Linked DNA regions of Mus musculus: all the other regions are linked to region 1. Evidence: chromatin contacts called from public Hi-C data. All regions are on one chromosome and are shown on one strand. The core of a region is the stretch at or near the end of the contact, and the rest is flanking DNA. Distances in the headings are between cores, read along the strand shown. Region 1 overlaps Rapgef5 (Rap guanine nucleotide exchange factor (GEF) 5). Region 2 overlaps Gm31482 (a long non-coding RNA gene). Region 3 has its middle 63 kb from the start of Gm31482.

Region 1 (4,308 bases), core at 1,365-3,864:
TGCCTAACCATGGACATATTGAGTGGATGATGGAAATTGCATAGTGATGAGATCAGGGCAGAGCCCCATGACAGGTATTTATGCTCAGAGATGTGTTGGTGACTAAGCAGTACCCCTACTCAGAGTAGCCACCTTTTGTGTGTGACCTTTTTAGTTTCTGATTGTGGTGTTTGTTTTTCTCCTTTTTAGAAAATCCCTGGGAAGTTTAAGAAGCTTTTCTCTGAACTTGAGAGTTTAACGGTAAGTAAAGGGGACTTATTCTTCAAATTAATTTTAGTGCTGTCTCCTTCTGGGTTCAGGAACTGTACTTGATGATGTCAAAGCCTAAAATGATTGCTTGCATCTAAAAGTACAGCTTTGAACTGGGCATGGTGATAGAATCCTAGAGCTTTGGGGAGATGAGGTTAGAAGGTTACAAGTTCCAGGCCAGCCTGGACTATGAAATAAGACCCTATCTTAAAAATAAATGATACAAACAGATGCTAATGTGAAAGGGAGAGATCTCATGGAGGCCCAGCTGTGGACAAAGAACATCAGACAGCTTAAGAATACCGAGAGTAGACAGTCTCCCCAAGGGGAAGAGACCCTCAACTGGTTGTCCAATGCCAAGTGACCAGCCCTAAATTCATATGCATTTAAGGGACATTATACAGATAGAGCAGGTAAAATTTATATATTTATGAATACACACATAATATATTTTATATATACATACATATATATTGAAAAAAAGGAGGCATGAATTTGAGAGAGAACAGGGGATGGGTACAAGGGAAGGGTTAGAGGGAGAAAAGGAAAGAAATGATATAATTTCAAATATTTTTAAATTAAAGACAAGAATAAATGATAGAGGTAAGTAGGTATGTAGATAGATAAGAGAGAGAGACAGACAGTCAGACAGACAGATGATAAATATAAGTAAGGAATGAAGCAGGGTAGCCATTAATGCTGCCTCCTCTCCTTGTGAAACCCATATGATTTTTCACAGGCCATTTTCCAGTTCACAACATGACACTAATTGTTATAAATTTAGTGTGTAATTAGTGTGATATGTGTTAATCTTTCCTCCTTCTGTTACTGTTTCTTAGGTTTTACATGCGAGATCTGTAGCTTGTTTTTAGATTTCAGTACTGTCTTTGTGTTAGAAGGGCAGTTTCTCTTTGCTCTGTACTTGACAAAAGACTTTGAGGTTACCTCATGGTAGAAATTATGCAGAAGAAACTGTACTTGAAGAACCTATTTGAGGAGAATGATAAGGCAATCAAAAGGTGTCTGTCTCCTTTTGGTGTCGCCTCCCATTATCATAAACCAATAACTTGGATTCTGTGTATTGCCTAGATTTCCTACCCTAATTAGTGGGTTTATTCTCCAAGGAAACCTTTATCCACTTCATTCTTAGGAAGAATCTATCTGCGTCAAATCATGTTCGAATTGTACAGCAGACATAGATTGAGAATTGCTTCTACGGTACATTGATTTTTCTTTTTCTCTGTGATCTCCTTGGTTGGCAGGATCCTTCCCTAAACCACAAAGCCTACAGGGATGCGTTCAAAAAGATGAAGCCACCAAAAATCCCTTTCATGCCCTTACTGCTTAAAGGTAATGATTTCCCATCTGTTATGGTATGTGATGCCATCTTCTAGAAATGTTTCCTGTCTAACTACAGCAGAGAAGTAACAGGACTCTCACTTAATATCTTATAGTAGCCTCAACCTTCATACTTCCATATTAGCATGGAATTGTTATTCAAATGCCCAGTTGGTTTTTTTTTTTTTAATGTCTGGAATGCTTACTTGTACTTGAGCAGTGTCAAAGCACTGTCACCAGAAACTTGAGTGTTTAAATTGCTTTGTTTCTAAGCCCTGTATTATTTTCTTTAATACCATAAAACACTTAAGCAAGAATAAAGCTATGTAAAGAGCCCAGAGAGAAAGCAGTGTCTGCATCCAAGTTTCAGAAATGTCAGCACACGGTGTACTGTGTGTGAGAGATCCTGTCGTTCAACAGGATGTATGCATCAGAGGAAAATTGCTGCTCGAGAGTATTTGTTCTGTCTCTGAGAAGTGGGACCTAGCTGGTGTTGACAGCCCAACCTTGACCACCGAGCTCTTTTCTGCCGAGCACACACAAGTCATGTGACCTGTCAATTCCACTTGCTGACAGCTGAGTGATCTGTCGGCCAGCATCAGTGGGAGGGAAGTCTATAGAATCTGGCCTGAACTCCTGACCTTCTGTGCTCCCCAGGGAAAGGGAATGGGGAGAATTTTCCTTGGCCACATTTTAATTGTTTCAAGAGGTTTTTATAGAAATACACCTTCATCTGCCCTCTGCCTCTCAGAGATACTGCATGCACAATCAGGCCCCATTGACTGGCCTCATAAGTGATTCTGGAAAGGAGTCCCTTTGCTGACTGGCCTGGCCATCATCCTCTGCTCCCCCACTTCCGTCCTGGTTAAGCTGCCACTCCCTCTTCTGCTGGTCCTGGAGGACTGAGATGTCGGTGCCTCTATGAGTACAACATTAGTCTTCATTGTGAAGCTAGAATTGCTGTGGAACAGGGAAGCAGCATTTGGATAACTGCACTAAACCTCCAACTGTTAAAGCCTTTCTTCTCATGCAGCCTCTGCCCCTCTGTCATTTCCTCAGCTTCCTGTTCACCAGTCCCTTGTGTACTAAAGCTTCCTGCAGCCACACTAGCATTAGACAAACATGTGCACACACACCACATATACTAACACATATATACCTCATACACACACTCAGTCACACTCACACACTTACCCAAACACACTCATACACTTACACTCACTTATACCCACTCACACACTCACAAACTCATAAACACATTCACATACACTCAAACATACATACTCGCACACGCACACACACTTACATACACCCACATATTCATTCACACACACACACATCCACACACACACTTACATATACATACATGCACATATACTCATACACACTCATATACTCATACACACTCACACACATGCACACACTCACATACATATACCTACACACTCACAAACATACACACACACACATATATGTACATATATACTCATACACACTCACATACTCATAAACATACACTCATATGCACACACAGTCATACACATTTACTTACACACTGACATTTACACACACACTGACAAACATACTAACACACACCTATACACTCAGACACTCACATATACACACACACATATACATACACTTACATGTACTCACACATTCACATAATAATAAACATACACTCACATATACATACACACACTCACACATTCACTTACACACTGACATTTACACACACACACCTTAGTAGAGCAACCATCCCACCTGCTGCCATCAGTTAGTCCTCAGAGAGCTTAAGGGGAGAGATTGAAGCAAGTAGGAAGACATGCAGGAAAGAATGTGGGGAACAGTTACAAGTTGCAGGGGCACCATGTGTGGCAGAAGCTAAGCAGGCCGACTCTAACTGGAAGCAAGAGACCTAAGGGTTTTCATAGCCTGAGGTCCATGTCTGAAGGATCCACCCTCCCTGCAACTGATTCCTACGCCGTCACAACAGCATAAGTATGGCTTAGCTGTGACTGTCTCTTGAGCCCTAGTTTCTCTGTAGCCACCTTAGAAAGCCTTTGTGAGGACAAAATGGATAGATTCAGGTAAAACACTTGAAGATATGCCTGAAAATACTGTCACTGGACATCACCATACTTGGGAGCACAGAAGAGAGGACATACCAGCTGCTAAAAGGAGCCTGTGATTTGAAGTTCTCTGTGAGGCCAAGCTTCTAGGCTTTATTAATGGTAGCCAAGGGAGTGCAGAGTTTAGCTTGCTGTGTACAAAGTGTAAAAGCTAACTGTGCCGACTACTCATTTTTGAAATCTTGCAATGAGGTTTTTAATTCAAAACCATGAACGATAGTAAGAGATTGTGTAATTAATTGTATAATTACAATCCCGTAAGTGGCAGTTTACAGAACTCTACCTAAAGGACAAAAAGCTCATGTCACTACATCAAGCCATACTGTATGCACGGCACACCTTGGCGGCAGTGTATCACAGGGCATGTGGCCTTTTCGAAGGCTGTGGGGGCACAAGCCCAGAGTTTTGTAGGCAGGTTTCCTCAGCACTTGTCTAAGCAGCTTTGACTAAATCTGCGCTTCTGTTTCTGGTGGGTTTGGTCTGTTGTTGGTAACAGCAGGGATATTTACATGTCCCTTACGCTGAATGGTTTGCACTGTGATCCTTGTCTGTGTGATCAGTGCTGAGGTTCCATTGTATACTGTCTCGT
Region 2 (4,198 bases), core at 1,000-3,499, 270 kb before region 1:
GCACACACTGGCTTTCTCTTTCTGTGTGCTTCTAGACTAAGCACAAAGTATTTCAAAACTAGTTGTCAATTTTTAGGGGGTACTGGGGCTCTAACATAGGGCTTCACACATGATAAATATGTGTTCTACCAATATCTGGGTCTTATTAATATCTTTATTTACTCATATTTAAGTTTTTAATTTAAAATTTAATATATTTATTTTGCTTATGTACATGAGGCACACAGACATGTAGCCAAAATACTCATATACACAAAATAATAATTTTTAAAGCAAAAAAGAGAAGACAAATACACTTATAAAAGATGTGCAAGTGTTAGCACACTTGTTTTAAGGCTTATCCAGCCGTTTGATGGTGAGAGTTAATTTCAAAGTTAACTTTGATAATTCTTCCCCAAGACACCCCCATGGGAAATTCTCATATTGAATGAAGAGGTCCTTACTTCAGCATTAGGCTCCCTGCTGAGCACATAATGAGATTCATGTCTCATTGTCACTGAACGGTGAACTTGATGAGAATCAAGCATAGCCACACTCATTGGAGGTGTCTTTGGAATGTTAATGAATCCTGTTTCTTACAAGAATTCTTTTTTCCTCTTAATTTACCAAGACACTACATTTAGGTCCAAAAAGAATGTGAGGTTCAAGGTACCAACTTTCCACGAAGTCTGTCAGTCACTTGCCTACAGAATCACAATAGCTCAGATGGCAGGACTGATGCTTCCCGTTAAACACAGGAGGACGTTTCTTTTTCAGATGGATTTGATAAACCCAGGAGTGAATGTAAAGGAAATGTTGATGCCTCTTTGGAACTTTTGAAAACAGAGTGCATGCTCATGTACCTGAGAGAGCCAAAGCCTAATCCTGTCTGAGATGGCAGGAGAGGAGAGAGGAGCTCTTGACCACAGACAGCTGCAAACCATATCCCACCACTCATCAGACCCCCTCAGTATTGCTGCTTTTATCTGGTTTCAAAAACCACTAATGTTTAATACTTAAAATTCAGCGATCATGGAAAATGAAAAGAGTGGAAAATAAAAAAAGAAAAAATTCCCTTATTCCAGAGGAGTCCTAGCATGACTTGCCGTTGGCAGACCTGTTTTCCATACTCTTTCTTCATTTGCTCAGAAATAGACCCAGAAGCTTGTATCCAAAACCACTGCATGCTTTTGTGACTGACCTTTTTTGCTTCCTGTGCTATAGGCTCATTTCCTCATCAATGAACATACGGCTTTTGCTGGCTAAGAGTGTCCCCTGGCATGCATGCACACTGGGTGTTCAGCCAGTTTGACCTATGGATGATTTAACCTGCTTTCCTGTAAACCCTTGTGTATATGTCCTTGTGGAGTTGTCCAGTAATTTCATAGGATCTTATTCTTGGAAGCAAAAGGGCTTCTATGGTACATAGTTTTGAAAAATTTGCTGCCTCCTGCCAGCTTCCCCTCCAGAAAGGTCATAGCAATTTACATTATCATTGGTTATGTTTGACAGAGCCCATTTCCCACATTTTCTAAATAACACGGGCTTCTGCCCACTGAAGGCTGGCTGCTTTCAATATACATTGAGTCCTAGGAAAGTTGAAGTTTTCAATAATCCATCTTTCTTTTGTTATTTGCCTTTAAGGTCCTTTACACTTGCAGGCGCGCATGTGCGTGCACACATACACACACACCACACACACACCCAACACACACACACACACACATCTCACATCTCCGTACACAGTTATCATTTTTTTAACTGTACTCATTTTGGATGTGCTGGACAGAAATTTGCTACACAGATTATTCTTTAGATTACACTAGCTATGATTAGAAATCGTGATCTTCTGTAAGCCAGAATAAGTCAGATGAAGTCAGAGGGTTAGTTAGTTAGATGTAGAATTACAGGGAAGATTGCAAGTATCCAGTGCAGAATGGGCAGGCATGGTCATTGCCCGTGCTGTAGAATCTGATCAGGATTCTTGTCACTAAACAAAGTCAGAGCCACTTGACTTGATAACTGGACAGTGATGCCTAGGATGCATGTGGGTGGGAGGAGAAGGAGGTAGAGAGGAGGAGGGAAAGGGCAGGAGGGAGAGGAAAGGAGGGAGAGGGGATGAGGGAGAGGGGAGGAGGAAGAGGAGGGAGAACAAAGGAGGAAGAGAGGATGTCTAGGAAGTAGGGAAAGTGGTCCTTCAGGACAGTCCTTTGTTTGCATACCGTCTCAAAGTACCAGTAGCTTCCTCTTTTCTTTCCCCTCTCCTCCTGCTGTCCACACCAGTAGCTTCCTTTTTTTCTCTCCCCGCCTCCCCCTTCCTGTTGTCCACACAAAGGACATGTCCTAAGAGGCACAAGTAACCAGTGCCATTGTGTATTCTCTCCTCTAAGCCCAGGAAAATAGGGGCATGGATACTTTTTCTGCTTGAAGACAGGGCTAGAGGGGAAGGGCTGGGGCATTTGCTTCTCATCCGGGGATCTGCTGCAAGAGAGAGAGAGAACTTTGCAGCATGCTTTGTCACCAGGTGCAGGCAGAGCCAGGACCACATCCCAGTTCTCTGGTCACTGAGAGCCATCCTACATCCTCTCTGCCCTTCCCTATGACCCCTACTCTTCAGTTTTGTGAGCTTTTGAAAACATTCCCTCCTTTATTTCTTTGGGTAAAATCCAGATCCCTTATCTGACCCATCAAGCCCTGCCTTACCATTGCTCCTTCTGCTACCTACCGCATCTCTTTGCCAAATGCTCCCATCATCCCAGTCCAGATTCCCTTATGTTGGGGCATGCCTCACCAGGGCTTTTGCAACCTGCTGTCCCTTACACAGGAACTGCCCTTCCCACAGGAATCTACACTAAGTACCTCCTCCTCAGGACTCTGCCCAATACCACCTTATCTGAGCACCATGTGGAGACTCTTGGCTGGCGACTGTATTCAGGATGTCTGTGCCATGAGGCTGCCCGACAGGAAAGAGATGAACCTGAGCACTGGCGGGGACCAGAGGCAAGGACAGCTCGCTCAGGAAGGAAGCTGGCAAGGAGGCTCGGGTCTTCACCTAAGGTTCAGGAACTGAGGCTATCTTCCTTTATTCTCCCCAGTACACGTGCCCACCGCAGAGCCAGCTGCACAGAGTAGCACACTTTCTGTGTACAGCTTCTGTGCTGGGACCCTCCCAGCCTGGCCCCTCCCCTTGCTTCCCACCTCCCTGATCTCCTCATTTCCTTTCCGAGATACATATTCCTTTCTCCCTGTCCTAACTCTCACGGACCAGAGAAAGTCTGTTCTTTTCCAAGTATATCCAGGTCTTGATATGTCTGCTTCAGCTAATCCCTACGTAGCACATTCCCCTGGCCCAGTCTCAGCTCTGGGAGCTAGCTGGGTAAAAACACTGTAGTGTTCAGTCTCGGAATCAAGAGCTAAAGCATCAGACCAGAGCCGGTGACAGCCGAGCTGAGCTCACAGGGGGCATAACTCTGGAAACCCTGTTCTGGACTGGGGCTTTTCTAAAACACCATAGGTGGTGGTCAAATAGCTCTAGGTAGGGATGGAAGGGCCAGGTACACAGGGAGACTCGTCATATTTAATCTAAACAGTGTCCATGTGACCTAGAGTGAAGTGTTAGGGACAGCCTGCCCAGAGCCATGCCACTCTTTTATGTATGAGAACGAGTGTAGGGAGGATTAAGGATGGGCAGAGTGGTTTGGAGAGGGCACAGGGGAATCTGGCTCCTTAATGGTCAGATGCGTTTACTATGAGAGCGTCAGGACCTGCTGTCTACCCTGGCAGAGGGAGGAGAGGCAGAGAAAAAGAGACTGCTGGTGGGCAGTGCTCCCTCTCAGAATGTGGAAGGTTTGTTCAAAATGCAAATGACCATTTGGTTTATTTATTTTATTATTTGTGAAGGATGTTTGGAGAACTAATAAAACAAACCTTTGGTTACCAGATTTCTGGCTAAAATGTTTCCAGTGAATGAAAGTTTGTCACATAAGATACTGCCTTCTCATTAACATACTTGAGGATAAGCATTAGAAGACACGTGCATGAACGTACCTCAGGACTCAGAGCTATGGTATAAACACTTACCCATAGTGCTCTGGGCAGAAGGCAAGTATAGCCTAATCATCTCAAACAGTAGCGTGACTCCCTGACCCCATGACCAAGACTGACCAGGAAGCACTTGCTGATGACCAAATTTGATATAAATATGCTGAGCCTCATTTCC
Region 3 (4,100 bases), core at 1,215-3,714, 340 kb before region 1:
AGTACAAAAGAGGGTGTCAGATTCCCTAAAACTGGAGTTACAGACAGTTGTGGGCAGCCATGTAAATGCTAAGAATTGAACCCAGGTCCTCTGAAAGAGCAATCAGAGCCATCTCTCCAGCCCCTCGAGTGCCCTCTTACCATGACTATAATTCAGCTGATGCTCTCACTGTCTTCTCTTGTGTTGCCCCATCAGCACATGCTACTAACAAAAAGTAGGCGGGAAAGATACTTTGTAGAAGCCTTTTATTGGCCTAATGTTGCAATTGTTGGGAGACACAGGAGGCTGTCTTCCAGTGAACTCCTAAAGTGAGCTGAATAGCCCACTTACACAGCTAGAAATGGAGTACCCAGAGTGTTGGCTCCAATCACAGACTAGTGATTCAGGCAAATTAAAGACCCTATTTGAACTAATCATGGGTCTTCTGTGGGGCCCCTTGGAGGAGTGCTCCTCTACCCTGGACTGGGGCAAAAAAGTCAGAGTCACATAGAGTGCACAGAGTCTGTGATGTTAAAGTAGCTGGTGCCTGCTGCCCAAACAGCAGTGGCTGATTCCAATGTAGCTTCCTCAAGAAGTCAAACAAGAGTTAAAAGTGCTGGTAGCTTTTCACATAAGGCTTCTGAGGCATGGGGGTGGGGAAGGGTATAACAGCTGTTAACCAGGGAGTAGAACCCAGAGCCAAATCTTAGCTTATATAAGGAGAAATTGAAATTAAAAGGAAAGAGTAAAAGCTAACAGTGTCTGGTACTCTGCTGATCCTGAGATTGGCAAGAAAGAAAGGATCAGATCCACAATTGTCCAAATTAGAGTAAGCTGTATTTGAGTGCACCTGGGACTTGCCAGCCTTGTCTCCCCATAAATTGAGGCACCCACTCCTCTTGAAGTTCCTTTTATAAGAAAGACGAGGTATTCACAGGGGAGAGAGGTTAGGTAGTTATTCATTGTTTAAAAAAGATACAATTTAAGAGAAGAAACACACCATTGCATACACTAGCAAGATTTTATTGAAAGGACGCAGATGTAGCTGTCTCTTGTGAGACTATGCCGGGGCCCAGCAAACACAGAAGTGGATGCTCACAGTCAGCTAATGGATGGATCATAGGGCTCCCAATGGAGGAGCTAGAGAAAGTAGCCAAGGAGCTAAAGGGATCTGCAACCCTATAGGTGGAACAACATTATGAGCTAACCAGTACCCCGGAGCTCTTGACTCTAGCTGCATATATATCAAAAGATGGCCTAGTCGGCCATCACTGGAAAGAGAGGCCCATTGGACTTGCAAACTTTATATGCCCCAGTACAGGAGAATACCAGGGCCAAAAAGGGGGAGTGGGTGGGCAGGGGAGTGGGGGTGGGTGGATATGGGGGACTTTTGGTATAGCATTGGAAATGTAAATGAGTTAAATACCTAATAAAAAATGGAAAAAAAAAAAAAAAAAGAGAAGAAACAAAGGCAAGGGTAGATACCTCGAGAATGGGGTCACAAGCAGTTTACATCAGACCTGACCTACAGGAACTTACTCTTTTTTTGTTTTGCTTTGCTTTGCTTTGCTTTGCTTTGCTTTGCTTTGCTTTGCTTTGCTTTGCTTTGCTTTGCTTTGCTTTGCTTTGCTTTGTTTTGTTTTTGGAGACAGGGTTTCTCTGTATTATAGCCCTGGCTATCCTGGAACTCACTTTATAGACCAGGCTGGCCTCAACTCAGAAATCCGCTTGCCTCTGCCTCCCGAGTGCTGGGATTAAAGACGTGTACCACCACGCCCGGCTTCAGGAACTTACTCTTAATTACAAGTAGAAAACTTATTTAGCAAGGACTTAACTCAGGGCAAACCGACTTAGCTAAGATTTAGCATCAACAAACAGAAACTTCTTTTTAACTAACACAACCCTTAACCTGCAAAGTATATTTTCTGTTTTAATCTCCCATCAACCTGTGAGGCATTCGTTCCTGTTCTATTCTTATATAACAATGTTTAAACCCTGCCCCCCTGTCACAGGAGAGGTGGGTCCCTCTGGTCCAAGAATGCTATACTGAGTATATGTAAGTAGCTAAGAAAACGCCTTATCTGCTTTTTCTGTGTTAAAAATAAAATCCCCAATGTCACCTTGGACGATTACAGGGGAGTGCAGCACTTGGTTTCTGTGGAATCTGCAGGGAACTGCTGGGAGGGTGAGAGCCACAGTCTTCTCCTTGTCAGGTTTGAGGCAGTTGTGAACAGCAGATGTCGCTATTGCCTGCTGCAATTGTTCATGCTCAACAAAAACATCCTGGGCAAAAGGAAGGCAGACATGCAACGGAGAAGCCTCATTCAAGCTGGCAACGGTTCACCTCATTCTCTAAACCCATTCTCTAAACTTTCATCTACTTGCAATTTTTCCACTGCAAAATGTGAAGCTGTCTTGGCTTGTTGCTGGTCTTGAGTCTCTTCACAATCTTCCTCATTCTGCTGTGTGCTGACCCAGAAGACAGCTGATAAGGATCCAATGAGTCAGAAATTAGGGGCAGAGCCTGTGGAGATGAAGTCTGTATTTCCCTGTGTCTAGGATGCTTCAGTCAACGTCAGTCTTCTCTTGGGGGCACTATTGGAGCCGCATCTATATGGATGTGGCTCCCCTGAAGTCATGGCCAGGCCTTCAAAGAAGGACTAGTCTTCTCCTTTTATTGGAACTAAGTTCCAAATTCCCCACTGGGTCTGCATTTCAAGGCTGAATTTCTCTTTTTAAAAGAAGGATCTCCTGTGACAGTAGAAAGAAAAAAAGGGGAGGTGTAGTTATTCAAATGCCCCCTGTTCCCACTGTCCTGCACTTAGCCTCTGGGTTGGCAAGAGTGCTTGTCCTTGTGAGGCCTGACAGATGGGAGGGAGTCACACCCTAAAGGCCATGGCTCAGATAATAAAGTCCCCTCGCTTTTTTTTCCTCCCCCATCAGACAATCGTGGACAAGCAAGGGGAAATCTGAGAACTTTCTCAACTAGGGGAAGGATGGGTGGGACCAGAAGAGGAAATGGCACTGGTTTGGATGAGGAACAGAACCTCAAAAGTCAATATACAGGGCAGCACCTGGAGGGAAGAGGAGGAAGGGCCAGGCAGAAGGGAAGCCAGGGTCAAGGACAGCAGTCTGGCCACCTGTTTCAGATGTGGGTGGAGGCACTCGCAGCTACAGCAGTTTCTGTGGCGGCTTGGTAGCAGATCATCTGTTCTCATAAACTGATTAGGCACATGCCATTGCCAGGGGAGGTGGCCCAGGTCAGCCCTGACGTAAGTTACTCACATAGATAAAGTTATTCATAGGATTTTCTCAGTTTTACACTTGTTCTACCTATATATTTCTCCCTTTGAAAAATATTATGTTGTGAATGCACAGCAAAATGTGCTCTGGTTTGTGTGCCTTTCTAAGTGTTTAAAAAAAAATACCATGTGACTGAGGAGCCCTCATATCAAACTGGACCTGCCATCAACACAACCTTGGGAAGCTCTGCGTGTAAGTTCAGATTTAGGTCCCTCAGAGCAGGATCACGCCCTCATGTTTGAGTTCAGTGGCCAAGAAACAAGTAATAGTCAATTAGTAGATAGTGATTATCCGTGAGACTTCCATCCTCACCTGTGTAGAAAGACAGTCTACATAGGTAAGACAGATGTCATCTACCTCTGTACGAAGCAGCCTTTAAGATGGAGGGAAGAGCCTTCCAGAATCTGCCTGGGAAAGCTAAGCAGGTGTAAGGATAGGATGCTCTCTGTTGCTGAGGATCTCGTGTGAGCCTGCAAACAGACACCCATAGAGGAAGTACAAATAGCCATTGACTAGAGAGAAATGTTGGTGCCCACTGAGAGAGGGAGAGTGCCCACTTGCCTTGACCGGATGCACTCTGAATGAGAGTGGACAGAGGAGTCATGATGGTTAATGCAAGGCAGAACCCTAGGAGAACAGGGTCAAATGAAAACTGGCTAGGTCTTGAGCAAGGGTGTGTGTTGAATTGAAAATAACTGACTGGATACCTGAGAGACTGGGAGAGGGGGACTGTGAACACCCTAGGGGTCCAGCACCAGAGGTAGCAGGCAACTCCCTGGGACAGGTCTGAGAGGGTTCTTCTGAGAGTAAGCATCCCA

The links. Hi-C and Micro-C count contacts between places; a contact is called where the count stands out from the background.
Region 2: a contact with region 1 is called in a Hi-C map of bone marrow-derived macrophages, with 21 read pairs. The contact joins two enhancer-like sites. A contact is called at or near these places in 2 of 484 Hi-C or Micro-C datasets (bone marrow-derived macrophages and nephron progenitors), 3 of 115 datasets of contacts at active chromatin or transcription factors (SST interneurons, large pre-B cells and microglia) and 4 of 9 other capture datasets (adipose tissue, embryonic stem cells, liver and 1 more).
Region 3: a contact with region 1 is called in a Hi-C map of bone marrow-derived macrophages, with 28 read pairs. The contact joins two enhancer-like sites. A contact is called at or near these places in 7 of 484 Hi-C or Micro-C datasets (bone marrow-derived macrophages, embryonic fibroblasts, hippocampal excitatory neurons and 2 more), 8 of 115 datasets of contacts at active chromatin or transcription factors (SST interneurons, double positive thymocytes, embryonic basal ganglia and 4 more) and 3 of 9 other capture datasets (adipose tissue, embryonic stem cells and pancreatic islet).

The regions. Positions count from the first base shown.
Region 1 is chr12:117,742,662-117,746,969 of GRCm38.p6, forward strand. It overlaps Rapgef5 (Rap guanine nucleotide exchange factor (GEF) 5), which reads left to right. Exons shown (of 26, transcript NM_001373989.1): 22 at 190-240; 23 at 1,512-1,599. Among named protein-coding and RNA genes, the nearest start is that of Cdca7l, 99 kb to the right of the region's middle. Within about 2 kb of position 2,615, at least 30 of the 459 cell types and tissues checked have an H3K27ac peak or open chromatin away from gene starts, as enhancers often do. A contact at or near this core is called in bone marrow-derived macrophages, where this site is marked.
Region 2 is chr12:117,476,957-117,481,154 of GRCm38.p6, forward strand. The region is part of intron 1 of Gm31482 (a long non-coding RNA gene); the gene reads left to right. Among named protein-coding and RNA genes, the nearest start is that of Gm31482, 13 kb to the left of the region's middle. Within about 2 kb of position 2,250, at least 30 of the 459 cell types and tissues checked have an H3K27ac peak or open chromatin away from gene starts, as enhancers often do. A contact at or near this core is called in bone marrow-derived macrophages, where this site is marked.
Region 3 is chr12:117,401,492-117,405,591 of GRCm38.p6, forward strand. No RefSeq gene overlaps it. Among named protein-coding and RNA genes, the nearest start is that of Gm31482, 63 kb to the right of the region's middle. Within about 2 kb of position 2,465, at least 18 of the 459 cell types and tissues checked have an H3K27ac peak or open chromatin away from gene starts, as enhancers often do. A contact at or near this core is called in bone marrow-derived macrophages, where this site is marked.